Linked DNA regions of Mus musculus: region 2 is linked to region 1. Evidence: chromatin contacts called from public Hi-C data. All regions are on one chromosome and are shown on one strand. Each heading gives the region's core, a stretch centred on a gene start, on an enhancer-like site or on the middle of the called end of the contact. The rest is flanking DNA. Distances are from core to core; before and after follow the strand shown. Region 1 has its middle 19 kb from the start of Gm26344. Region 2 has its middle 24 kb from the start of Gm31651.

Region 1 (5,462 bases), core at 1,826-4,325:
TATAGTTTTATTTCTAATAACAACCCCAACACATATTTTCCTTACCTCCAAAAGAAAAAAAAACCCACAAACAAATGACAACAAAAACAAACAAACAATTAAAGAAACAAAAAACCCTTCAAGTTATCTCCTTCTGGGAGGGGAAAATTTACCTGCAAATACTTGATTCAATCTTTATATTACTTGACATTTATAGTAAAAAAGCCAATAATTTGAAGCTATTATTCTCTAGCTTTGCTATAATCACCTCCCTCTCTCCCTCTGCTTTGCCTTGCCTCTGCTCAGGTCAGTGGAACAATCTAATTTGATCTAGTCTCCTTGGATAAGGAATATTCAGTGTCCAAGTTATACATATACATACACATATAAATACATATGTATATATATATATATGTATATATATATATATATATGAGCAAGTCATGAATACATCACAATATTATCTTGGCATAAAGATTGTCTTTGCACTTTTGAGGATGTAGTTCATTTTGTCTCATTGAGAGCCCTCCTCCTAAGCTTCATAACCTGTCAGTGTTCTTGTGTTCAGATCATAAAGACTGAATATGTAAATGGGTTACAGTGGCTGAAGTCTCTCTGTCTTCATCAGTCAAGTTCAGTTTAGTGAATGATGTTTCAGGTTATATGTCATCTATTCCCTAAAGTATTCCTAAGCACCACAGTTGAGCTAAATGCTCCCTGAGTGCCAAATATTTACTTTTTGGCCACTGTTTATCTGCCTGTTCCTGTATCTCCTACTATCTGCAAAGTCATGTAGATAGCTTCAGGCTGTGCATTGCTACACCCTCAATATCTAATTAAAGGCCCCAAACCCCAGCTTGCATGAGTATGAGAACACGATTGGTATTCATACGACCGTTTCTCCTTACCCATGATACACGAGAGGAAGATAATAGAAAAATTACTATGGAGGTCCCTCAGTCCTAAGCCCCAAGTAAGAATTCTATATATAGCATCTCTACAGCGTTGAGCTACTGCTACAAGACTTCCAGAAGAGGGAATATGCTTAGCTTTTTCCATTTATGGGTAATTCACATTTTTAGAAAGTGCTTTTTTTGTATTGAATCAAAATCTGCCTCCTTGATTCTATCTGCCCCTTGGACTTTTATAGATTTCATTTCTATAGCATTAGTCTTCACATTTTAGAAAGACATTGAATTACATTTATTTAGAACATCATTAGGATGATTTGTCTTACCTAGACACCACCACCAATAGGAAGAAAAACGTTTGCCACCCAGTAAAGGATTTAATTCCAGTATGTATAGAGCATGGACCAATCTGAAGTAGGAAGAACAAGAACAGTGACAAGTTTGGTGACAACTTTCAGTCAGAGAAACAGTCTTCATTTTCTTGTCCGACATTCTACTGAAAGGTACTGTTATTATTGGGTATTTAATGGCATGTATTGTAGGCTATACTATGGAGATTCATTTGTGGCAGGGATATTTTGCATTTGAATATGCTCATCAGAATGTGTCTTTGCAAAATTACCGTACTGCCGTTGCCTAGTTTCATTGCCATGTCAACTCCACATGGGAAAGACCAAGTATTCTGTCTAGTTCCAGTTCACCACCTCTGTGCTGTCACTGGCAATGAGATCTCCCAGGCTCCGTAGAGCACGGGGTTCAGTACTCCTGCCCATTCCTTCAGCTTGCTGTCTACCCAGATGTGAGCATTTTCTTCTCTGTAGTGGTTCTCATCCATGTCTCTTTGGCAATAGAGAGAGGAGACCCTCATCACTGTGTCATTCAGTTTCTGCTCCCCTTTATCACACCACCTTCCTATTTTCTCCTACAAGGATACCAAAGCCACAATCATTTTCCTTCAGCTCCTGTAACCCAGAAGTTCTCAACTGTAGATCTCAACTCCTTTAGGGTCAAACAACCCTTTCATAAGGTGCACATATAATTTATCCTGCATTATCTGTTCTTTACATTATGATTCATAACTAATAAAAGTACAGTTATGAAGTAGCAACAAAAATAATTTTCTGCAGGGGTCGCCACAACATTAGGAACTGTGTTAAAGGGTCACGGTATTAGGAAGATTGGGAACTATTGCTGTAACCAAATTTAAAACCTATAACCTATGAATATTTTAAAATATGCATCAATTTTTTCCTTTGCCTCTATCCCAAGTCATTTAATGCCTCCCCTGACTTTTCCTCTCCCACTCTCAGATTATTCAACTTATGATTTTGGTCCTGGACTTCCCCACAAAACTCCAAATCCACTCTGGCCAGCACCCATCATCCCTGCACACTTATTTATTCACCCACTGTGTTTACACTGATTGTTCTTCTCTTTGCCAACGCTAATGCCCACAATAATTCTATTTCCTCCATGTTTTTTTCCCAAATTGTTGTGGGTATTATTCATCTCCCCTTAAGACTTCTATTGTGAACCGTAAGATAAACAAAGTGAATAAAACAAATGAGTTCAGTTTACCCACTGGGTGTAAGAAAGAACACCCATGCATCCCTCAGAAATGGGAAATAGACGTTCAGAATTCTGGAAGCAGGTCCTGGACTTCATGCCTCCTTCTCCAATCAATTGTATGGTACTAACAGTTTGTACTTTACAGATTAGAACTTAGAGCAATTAACTTCTGTCTTGCCTTGCCTTATGCCTTAAATATGTTGATTTTATTCTTTGTCCTTAGTGGAGCTCTGGAAGGGCAGAGAGTATACAGATTCTTCTGTAGAGATCCCACTGTCTCACAGTGCTAAGTATTATGAGTCAATGAGCACATTATTTTTGGTTGATTATAGACTGGGAAAATCCAACACAGGAGACAACAATGCATACCCCCATGTTTAAGGCAGAACATTATGATGATATCTTTCAAAAATACCACCACTTAGAAAAAGCCAAGCTTCTACTTTCTTGGGTTCATTGCCCACATATTGTGTTCGTACAGACTTTCAGTTTTCATTCCCTTTAAATGGCTTGCAGCTTTCTGGGAAAGTTCTCAGGGAATTTCCAGTTTTTCAAAGCAGAACACACAGGAATGCCTTGCTAATGAATAGGAGTCCATGGTAACAGAGTAGACGCACAGAAGATTGGCTCCCGTCTGCAGCTTACAGAGTTCCTGCAATCTCAAAGCAGCCGTCTCTCCTGCTCTGCATAGCTTTCTCATTTATAAGACTTCAGACTGTATGTGGTATCTTTCTGATTAAACACATTAGCAAATGTTAATAAGCATCTTGCAGCTTAGAAGTTTTATCACGCAGGACTTGAGACTCCCACGCTACAACACAGAAATTATATGATATATAAAATATGCATTGTAAGAAACAGTAAAAAAAAAAAAGTAGGAAATTGACATTTAAAAAGAGTAACCTCTTAAGTTCTTAATGGAAGGAAAATGTTCAATTGAAGGGAATGGTGCATCACGTAGAGAGCTTGTTTAATATTCATAAATCCCTGAGATCGAGCCCCTGGAACTATATAAAAAGGGGTGGTGATATACACCTGTAATCCTAGCACTTGGGAGGTGAAGGCTAGAAGGCCATCTTTAGTTATGTAGGCTAGCTTAGGCTGTGTGAGACCCTTTAAAAAAAATAAAAGGTGGGTCATGAGGCTGTCAGATTGTAGATTCAAGTCCAGTCAAGGTGACATAGAAAATCTAAGGATCTGAGGTCCCTATGGGCTGAGGTTAGTTGATTCTATGGTTTCTTGTATTGTCTCTGATCCCTCTGGCTCCTATAGTCCTCCTCCTACCCCCCTTTTCCATAGGATTTCCAAAGCTTAGCTTAGTGTTTGGCTGTGGGTCTCTGCAAACGTTTCCTTTAGTTACTTGGTGAAGCCTCTCTGATGATGGTTATGCTAGGCTCCTGTCTGCAAGTAGAGCAGAATGAAGTGGAAACTTAGGGGTTCTTTGGAGAGTCAGTTGTATCTGATGGTATTTTGCTGGGGCAAACATGTGAAGGAGTGTTTTCCTGAAGTGGACACAGGTGAAAGGCTAAGGCAGACTTTTGAAGGAACATTTCGCTGAAACAGACACAGGAGAAAAGATGTTTTGTTAAAGCAATCATGTGAAAAGGCACGTGATGAGGAATTCTTTGCCAACAACACACATGTATTGGTCCACCTTACATGGCATAGTTGAGCTGCATTTGTCAAGACTCCATAGAGAGAAATGCACCAAAAACTTCTGGTGGTATATTTTTCTTGCAGCTTCTTGCAGTTTCTTGCAGCTTCTGTGGACTTGGGCTGGTTGGCAGAGTAATGTCAGCTGAAACAGACTCCCATGCTGGGGCAAGACAGGTGCTAAGGCAAGACCCGTGGAGGATAAGTGATGTTTGCAGGGAGTATAAAATAGAATTCAACTGACAGTGACAGAGGCAGAGCTAGCCTTGCTGGTAGAGTTAGTTGTACAACACTTATTGGTCTAGAGTCTTCACTGATATTTACTTCTCTGAGAAAGGCACAGCTGAGAACTTCTTCTGGTGTCCCTTTGGGTACCCCCCTTCTGACTTGTGCTGAGGCTGGGGACTGGCTGCCTCGGCTAGGGAGTGCCACCATTGCTGATTCGTGTCTGCTATCCCAACTCTACCGAACTGGACTGCTGGTATATCTGTGAAGTGTTTGTGAGTGGATCAAGCCACTGAAGCTAGCCTGTGAACTGAACTACCAATTTCCAAACAACACAAACAGGAGTTGCTTCAAAGAACCTATCTAAACAGGTCCATTTCCCCCATATCCTTTCTTCCCCACTACCTCTGGTGGGCGGTGTGCTACGATGGAGGTAAAAACATTTGAGAACAATCAATAAAGGTAGATTTTGAAAACATTAAAGTTATAACAGAATACCATTAACAGTGTCAGGGGTGGGCTTTCCCTCATGGCATGGGTCTCAAGATGGAACAGTTATTTGTCAGCCATTCCTTCAGTTTCTCCATCTTTACTCCTGTACAACTGTAGGCAGGACACATTGTAGGTCAACGGTTTTGTGGCTGCATTGATGTGGAAATCGCTCCATTAGAAGTCTTGCCTGGTTTCAGGAGTTGGCCAGTTCTGCCTCCATATCCCACATTGCTAGGAGTCTTAGCTAGGTTCACTCTCATGAATTCCTGAGAGTTTCCATTGCCCTAGGTTTCTAGCTTGTCCCAGAGTTGTGTCCTATTCCAGTTCTCTCCCAGTACTCTCCCCGACATAATCCCTTCTGTTGCTATTCCCTCCAACCCCCATTCTACCCCCACCCCAAATAGGTGCCCACAGAGATTGAACTGCCAAGCAGGGAGCATGCATGGGACTGACATAGTTCCTCTGCACATATGTGACTCTTGTGTAGCTTGGCCTTCATATGGGTCTCCTAACAGGGGGAGCAGGGTCTTTCTCTGACTCTGTTGCTGCCTTTGGGACACTTTTTCCTTACTGGGTTGTCTCTTCTAGCCTTAATAGGAGAAGATGTGCCTTGTCTCACTGCAACTTGCTATG
Region 2 (5,462 bases), core at 1,636-4,135, 170 kb after region 1:
ATTATAATGATTCCATCGGGTGAGTGTTGTTACCAGAGTCATTATAGCTGCTTCCATTTCAATTCTCAACTCACAGCTTGGTGAGAAAGCCAGGATTGAAGCCCCAGTCACAGATTCCCAGAATATTTCCACTGAACCACTGTACTTTGCTTTTCATGTGTATTTATCGATGAGAGTAGAAAACAGGTGGAGGCAGCGATATTAATGAAGAAATCATCACAGAGCCTAAGGAAGAGTCAATAGTTTACAAATTATAATGGTGGATGCTTCCTTCGTTCAGTAGGAATCATTTCAATTTCCTAATACATTACAATGGCAGCAGTGGAGATAAAGATGAGAATGGGCTTCAGATATGCTGTGATAGTAGAACTGATGGGATTGTGAGTCAGTGAACTAAGGAGGTGAATTCGGGTTTAAAAAACAAGAAAGAAGGATAATATTCTCGAGTTTCTAGCAAAAAAATGGATGTATTAGATGGTTGGTTGTGGTTATGGTAGTTGTAGTGGTGGTGGTGGTTGTGGTGGCGGTGGTGATGGTTATGGTTGTTGTTGGGGTGATGGTGGTGGTGGCAGTGGTATCTTTGGTTTTAAAATTAAAAGTAAGACAAGACTATCAGGTGTAATGGCTCACACATTAACGTCCAGACTTGGGAGGCAGAGGCAGTAGCAGATGGGTCTCTGTGATTTTTTTGAGGTCAGGCTAATGAATATAGCATGTTCCATGGTAGTCAGAACTCCAAAATAGAAACAGGGTCCTGTTTTTGGAAACAAAAAAACAAAAAACAAAGCAAGCTTTAGAACTTATTTTGAACACGCTGAGTCAACATGTCTGTGAGTATACCTCTCAGAAAGATGACTATTAAAATTTAGAAGACAGCGGTTTTTAAAACCATGGCAGATGAGCCAGACAAAGCCAAGAGCAAATTTAGAGAAAGATCCAGTGCTGATCACTAAGGAGCCACAATATAGAGAGGATTTTAAATGGAAGAGCCTATTAACACAGTGTGAGGCTTTGGATAGGGACAGGAGCAAGAGAGTAGTTTATTTCCTGAGGAAAGCTGCTAACAGGGAGGGGAGCCAGCCCAGGAGAAAGACGTTTGTTGCAGTCAACAAAAATGAAAAAGAGGTTGGAGATCTGAAGACTGCTTTGACACCAGCCATGGAGATGCCCAGTTGTTTTCCTGTCTTGCTTTGGGGATTACAGTTAAGTGATTGAAAGAATCTCAGAAGACACTAGAACTTTAGACTTTTAACATTGGTAACATTATTGAGGCTATGGGAACTCTGGAAGTTGGACTAAATGTCTTTTGCATTATGCTATGTTTAGGTGTGGCCCCCATAGACTCATATGTTTAAACAAGTCTGTGGGAGCCAGGGAGTGAAATATGATGGTTTGTGTATGCTTGGCCCAGGGAGTGGCCCTATTAAGAGGGTGGCCTTGTTGGAGTAGGTGTGTCACTGTGGTCGTGGGCTGAAGACCCTAACCCTAGCTGCCTGGGAGGCAGTCTTCCACTAGCAGCCTTCAGATGAAGATGTAGAATTCTCGGTTCTGCTGCACCATGCCTGCCTGGATGCTGGCTGCCATGTTCCCACCTTGATGGTAATAGACTGAACCTCTGAACCTGTAAGCCAATTAAACCTGTAAGCCCCAATTAAATGCTGTCCTTTATAAAAAATAATAATAATAAAAATAAAAAGTAAAAGCATCTCACGCGGCTGCCAGAGATGTAACGGCCCATGCTTAAGACTTCCTTTACTTATGTTCAAACTCCCAGGAAATACCAAACTGAGTTTTTCTACGTGCTGGATGAAATACATTTCAAGCCCACTCTGGAGACTTGAAAAAGGTGTGTGGTGATCTCGGGTCTATCGAACAGGGAGGGGCGGCAGAGGAGGGAACACAGCACACCTCAGACAGCATCTTTAACTGCATTACACATCTGCCTGGGGCAGGCTCACTGCTCTGAGCCACTCCTGGCACCTTGGCATTTGCTTTGATAATCGAACACCCCTTCAGGGTGTGAGCAAATGTCCTCTGTCTTTATGATATTCTATTGCTCATAGCTTTCTGGATACATCCACATGCACAGACCTCATATCACCACCCTCTCTGAAGAGGCATCAGGTTCAAAACTGACAAGACTTGTATTGATATGTAAACACCAGGTCGTGTTAGTGTGTCTGACTGATGGGGACTTGGCAGCTGAGACAGACCACTGCATGAACTGTGTCATCACAACAGAAACCAGGCCAAGCCAAAACCTAAAGCAGGATGCATTTGCCAAAAATAAGATGCATTCCTAGCTGGACAGTGGTTAGAAACGGGCTCGAGCTGCATAGACATAAAACACTGGCTGCTTGTTTGTTTACACCCTCTAGTCTTCTGTGTTCCTTCCCAGACTCTGAAGGGAGAGTTAACATAGAAAACTAGTTCACCTTTACCGTCAAATATTTCCTTGGTAAACTCGCTTCAGTCACCCAAAGAGAGGGAAAAAAATCACCATTCATCAATATGGCTAACTCTTGAAACTCTGCCTCCCGCCATCTTTAGAGGAAAAGGATGAAGGAAAACAGCTGCTTCATAACTTTCCCCTGGAAAAACCACAGGAGTTATGTAACCAATGTTTTTCAGCACTAGAAAACTTTTCTCAGAGGAAAGAGTGAATGAGCTAATGAATGAATGAATGGGAGAAAAGGTCTCCAGCCTCAGCTGATTCCCTATAGATTTTTCCAAGCAGACCAGACTCTGGTATTGGAGCCATTAAGAGAGGAATGCAGGAAATGCTACAAGGAACATAAACAAAGAGACCTTGGCTCCTGGGTAGTGACTCCTCACATTTGTCCTTGTGGAGTCTTTAGGCAATCACAGGCAACCGTTCCCAATTCCCTTATCTGAGGATGAAATTTCCCTGACTATGCAGAAAGGAGGCTGCCCTCGGCCTCCCAGAGGAGGCATTTTTGAAAAGCAAGCATTTCCCTTTCTCAGAGCCACCCCCTTCAGAGAAGGTTAGCTTTCCGGGAGAGGCTCCAAACTGTCCAGCAACTCTGCGTCCCTGAATTTCGTACAGAGCGACAGTAAGGAGAAAATTCAAAGAGAGTCCTTAAAAAGAAATAAACAAAACAACTTTTCAGCTGGCACGTAAAGGGGGGAAAGGGGACACAAGAAGACAGTCTGTTCCGAAGGCCTTGGAACCAAGTTAGTCGACGACGCTGGAGCTAGAATCCTGAGTTAGTTCTCAGGTGGGTGTGCCAAGCAAAAATCTTTTTTCCCCCTCATCTTGTTAATTAGTGGCATTTCCATGTAATCCCTAAATTGTCCATATGGTGCTATATATCCACTTATATATGGTACTTATATCCTAATTCCTGGAAATGCTGTCTAGATAAAATTGCATACACAGACTAAGAGAATAAGTTGTCTTGCCTTCGAGCTGACTTCACAGTCTAGTGACAAAGAGATAATACTTTCTTCCAACTGTCATCTCCACTTGTGAAAAGTGGTCCTGCGGTCTGGAATGTTCCCTTGCCCCCGGACACCATAAAGAGGCTGGCAGAGGAGTTTGGTATGACTGGTATAAAGTCCTTATTGCACCAGCATCTAAACACTCTGTAAACACTACTTTCTCTCTCTGCTCCTGTCATTGTTCCAATCACAATGGCCTTGCTTTGCCCGCACACCTGCTGGCCCATTTGCGACAGCCCTGCCTTGTCTCAGGGGCTTTCTCCAAGCTCCTCCGGCTGGCCGTTCATTTGCATATCAGGATGACATCACTATTCTCTGATCCAGCAAGCACTGTCACAAATGAAAAGCATTTGTTCAAGGAGAAAATCTACCTCTTTTTATCTGAACAGACCAGCAGGTAAACCGCCGTCCTGTCGATCTTATTACAAATCTTTTCCACAAGAAACGGAGAAAGAAAGAAGGCACGAGCATTCACGGGGAGCCTCCTGCCTGCTGGAGCTCTAACGTTCAGACCTTACTTTTTGCATTAAGCTTCCTCTGGCCCCAATTTGTGCCATGGGAATTGACTTGGCAGAAGAAAGAATTTCCCCTCAATCTGACTGATTATGAGGGCACCTTGATGACCTTAACGGAACCGTTTCTGTGTGAGACGAAATAGGAACATCAGGGGTCGGAGCCACGGCACCTGCTCATCACTGCTTTTGATTGGCTCACTGGCTTGTTGTTAGGCATTATCAGCGGTGACAGTAATAACTGTGAATCTGGACTGGAGAGATGTCTCAGTTATTAAGAGTGCATGCTGCTTTTCCAGAGGTCAGAAGTTTGATTTTCAGAACGCATGATAGACGACTCATAACTCTTGTAACTCCAGCTCCAAGGGGCTATGAAGCCCTCCATTGGCCTGTCCAGACACCTGCATACACAGGGCAGATGCATACACACCAAGAAAAATACAATAAGACTTTTTGTTTTTATAAACCTGAGAATCTGTTAACAATTTTTTCCAGCCTACAAACTGTCCATTCTCCTGAAAAATAAATAAATACATACATACATACATACATACATACATACATACATACATACATACATACCCAAAATACAAATTGAAAAGGCAGCAGCCCGGAACTCTCAAATGCCTGTCTACTTGCTAAAATCCCAAACCCTGCAGTTACCTTTTGTCCCATTCCAACATGCAAGAAAGACATTTGTCCAGGAAGATGTTGTTCTAACGGCTGAATTCTGCCCTCTCAGCAGTCCAGGATTGAGAACAATCTGTTTGTCAAAAGTCCCTGGAGTTGCATTATCCAAATAAACACAGAGCTCAGGGTCTTCTTCTCCTCAGAGGAGGGGATCAGAGAGCCACAGTTCCTGATCCAGAGCACCAGAGTTTCTCTCATGGCTTTTACATTTCAAATTTCCCAATGGAAAGCTTTGTTACTTTTTAGTGGTCTTTTCTCATCACCATAGACAGAGGTGATCGCAGGTTTAGGAAGGTAGCAACTTGATCTCAGAGAGGACTGGGGTGAGGATGCAAGATGTGCTAAGAGGATGTCACAGAGTGTCTGGGACTACTTTTAAATACGAATCCATAAGGTTCTCTTGGGTTGCGTCGTGATGATGTCTAGGTTACTGTTATGGTTTGGATATGAAACATCCACTGAAGGCTCATACTTCAAAAGGTAGGTCCTCAATGTAGCAATGTTCAGGGGTGGAGCTGAAATTGGAGTGATTGGACCATGGCAACTTTAGCCTCATCATCGGATCAGTCCACTGATGGGTCCATGACTTTATAGGTTTTGAGGGGAGATGAAAACTTAAGAGACAGGATGTAGTGTAAAGAAAGGGGCCATTCGGGGCATGCTTCTACAGGTTATCTCTTGCCCAGATCTCCTCCTTCCACTTTTACTTACTGAATGGCATGAGGCAAGCCTCTTCCTCCACCACCCACTCCTGCTGCCATATCTTCACCTCCACCATTTTAAAAGCAAGTGGACAGG

What was found. A called contact is a pair of places that touch in the nucleus more often than the background predicts.
Region 2: a Hi-C map of bone marrow-derived macrophages shows a contact between it and region 1, with 4 times the contacts expected there. The contact joins two enhancer-like sites. A contact is called at or near these places in 1 of 15 datasets of contacts at CTCF or cohesin (stem cell-derived epiblast-like cells), 53 of 484 Hi-C or Micro-C datasets (the AML12 cell line, the BV-2 cell line, the Ba/F3 cell line and 30 more) and 3 of 115 datasets of contacts at active chromatin or transcription factors (bone marrow-derived dendritic cells, extraembryonic endoderm stem cells and large pre-B cells).

Annotation. Positions count from the first base shown.
Region 1 is chr3:116,044,181-116,049,642 of GRCm38.p6, forward strand. No RefSeq gene overlaps it. Among named protein-coding and RNA genes, the nearest start is that of Gm26344, 19 kb to the right of the region's middle. Within about 2 kb of position 3,076, at least 29 of the 459 cell types and tissues checked have an H3K27ac peak or open chromatin away from gene starts, as enhancers often do.
Region 2 is chr3:116,218,971-116,224,432 of GRCm38.p6, forward strand. No RefSeq gene overlaps it. Among named protein-coding and RNA genes, the nearest start is that of Gm31651, 24 kb to the left of the region's middle. Within about 2 kb of position 2,886, at least 42 of the 459 cell types and tissues checked have an H3K27ac peak or open chromatin away from gene starts, as enhancers often do.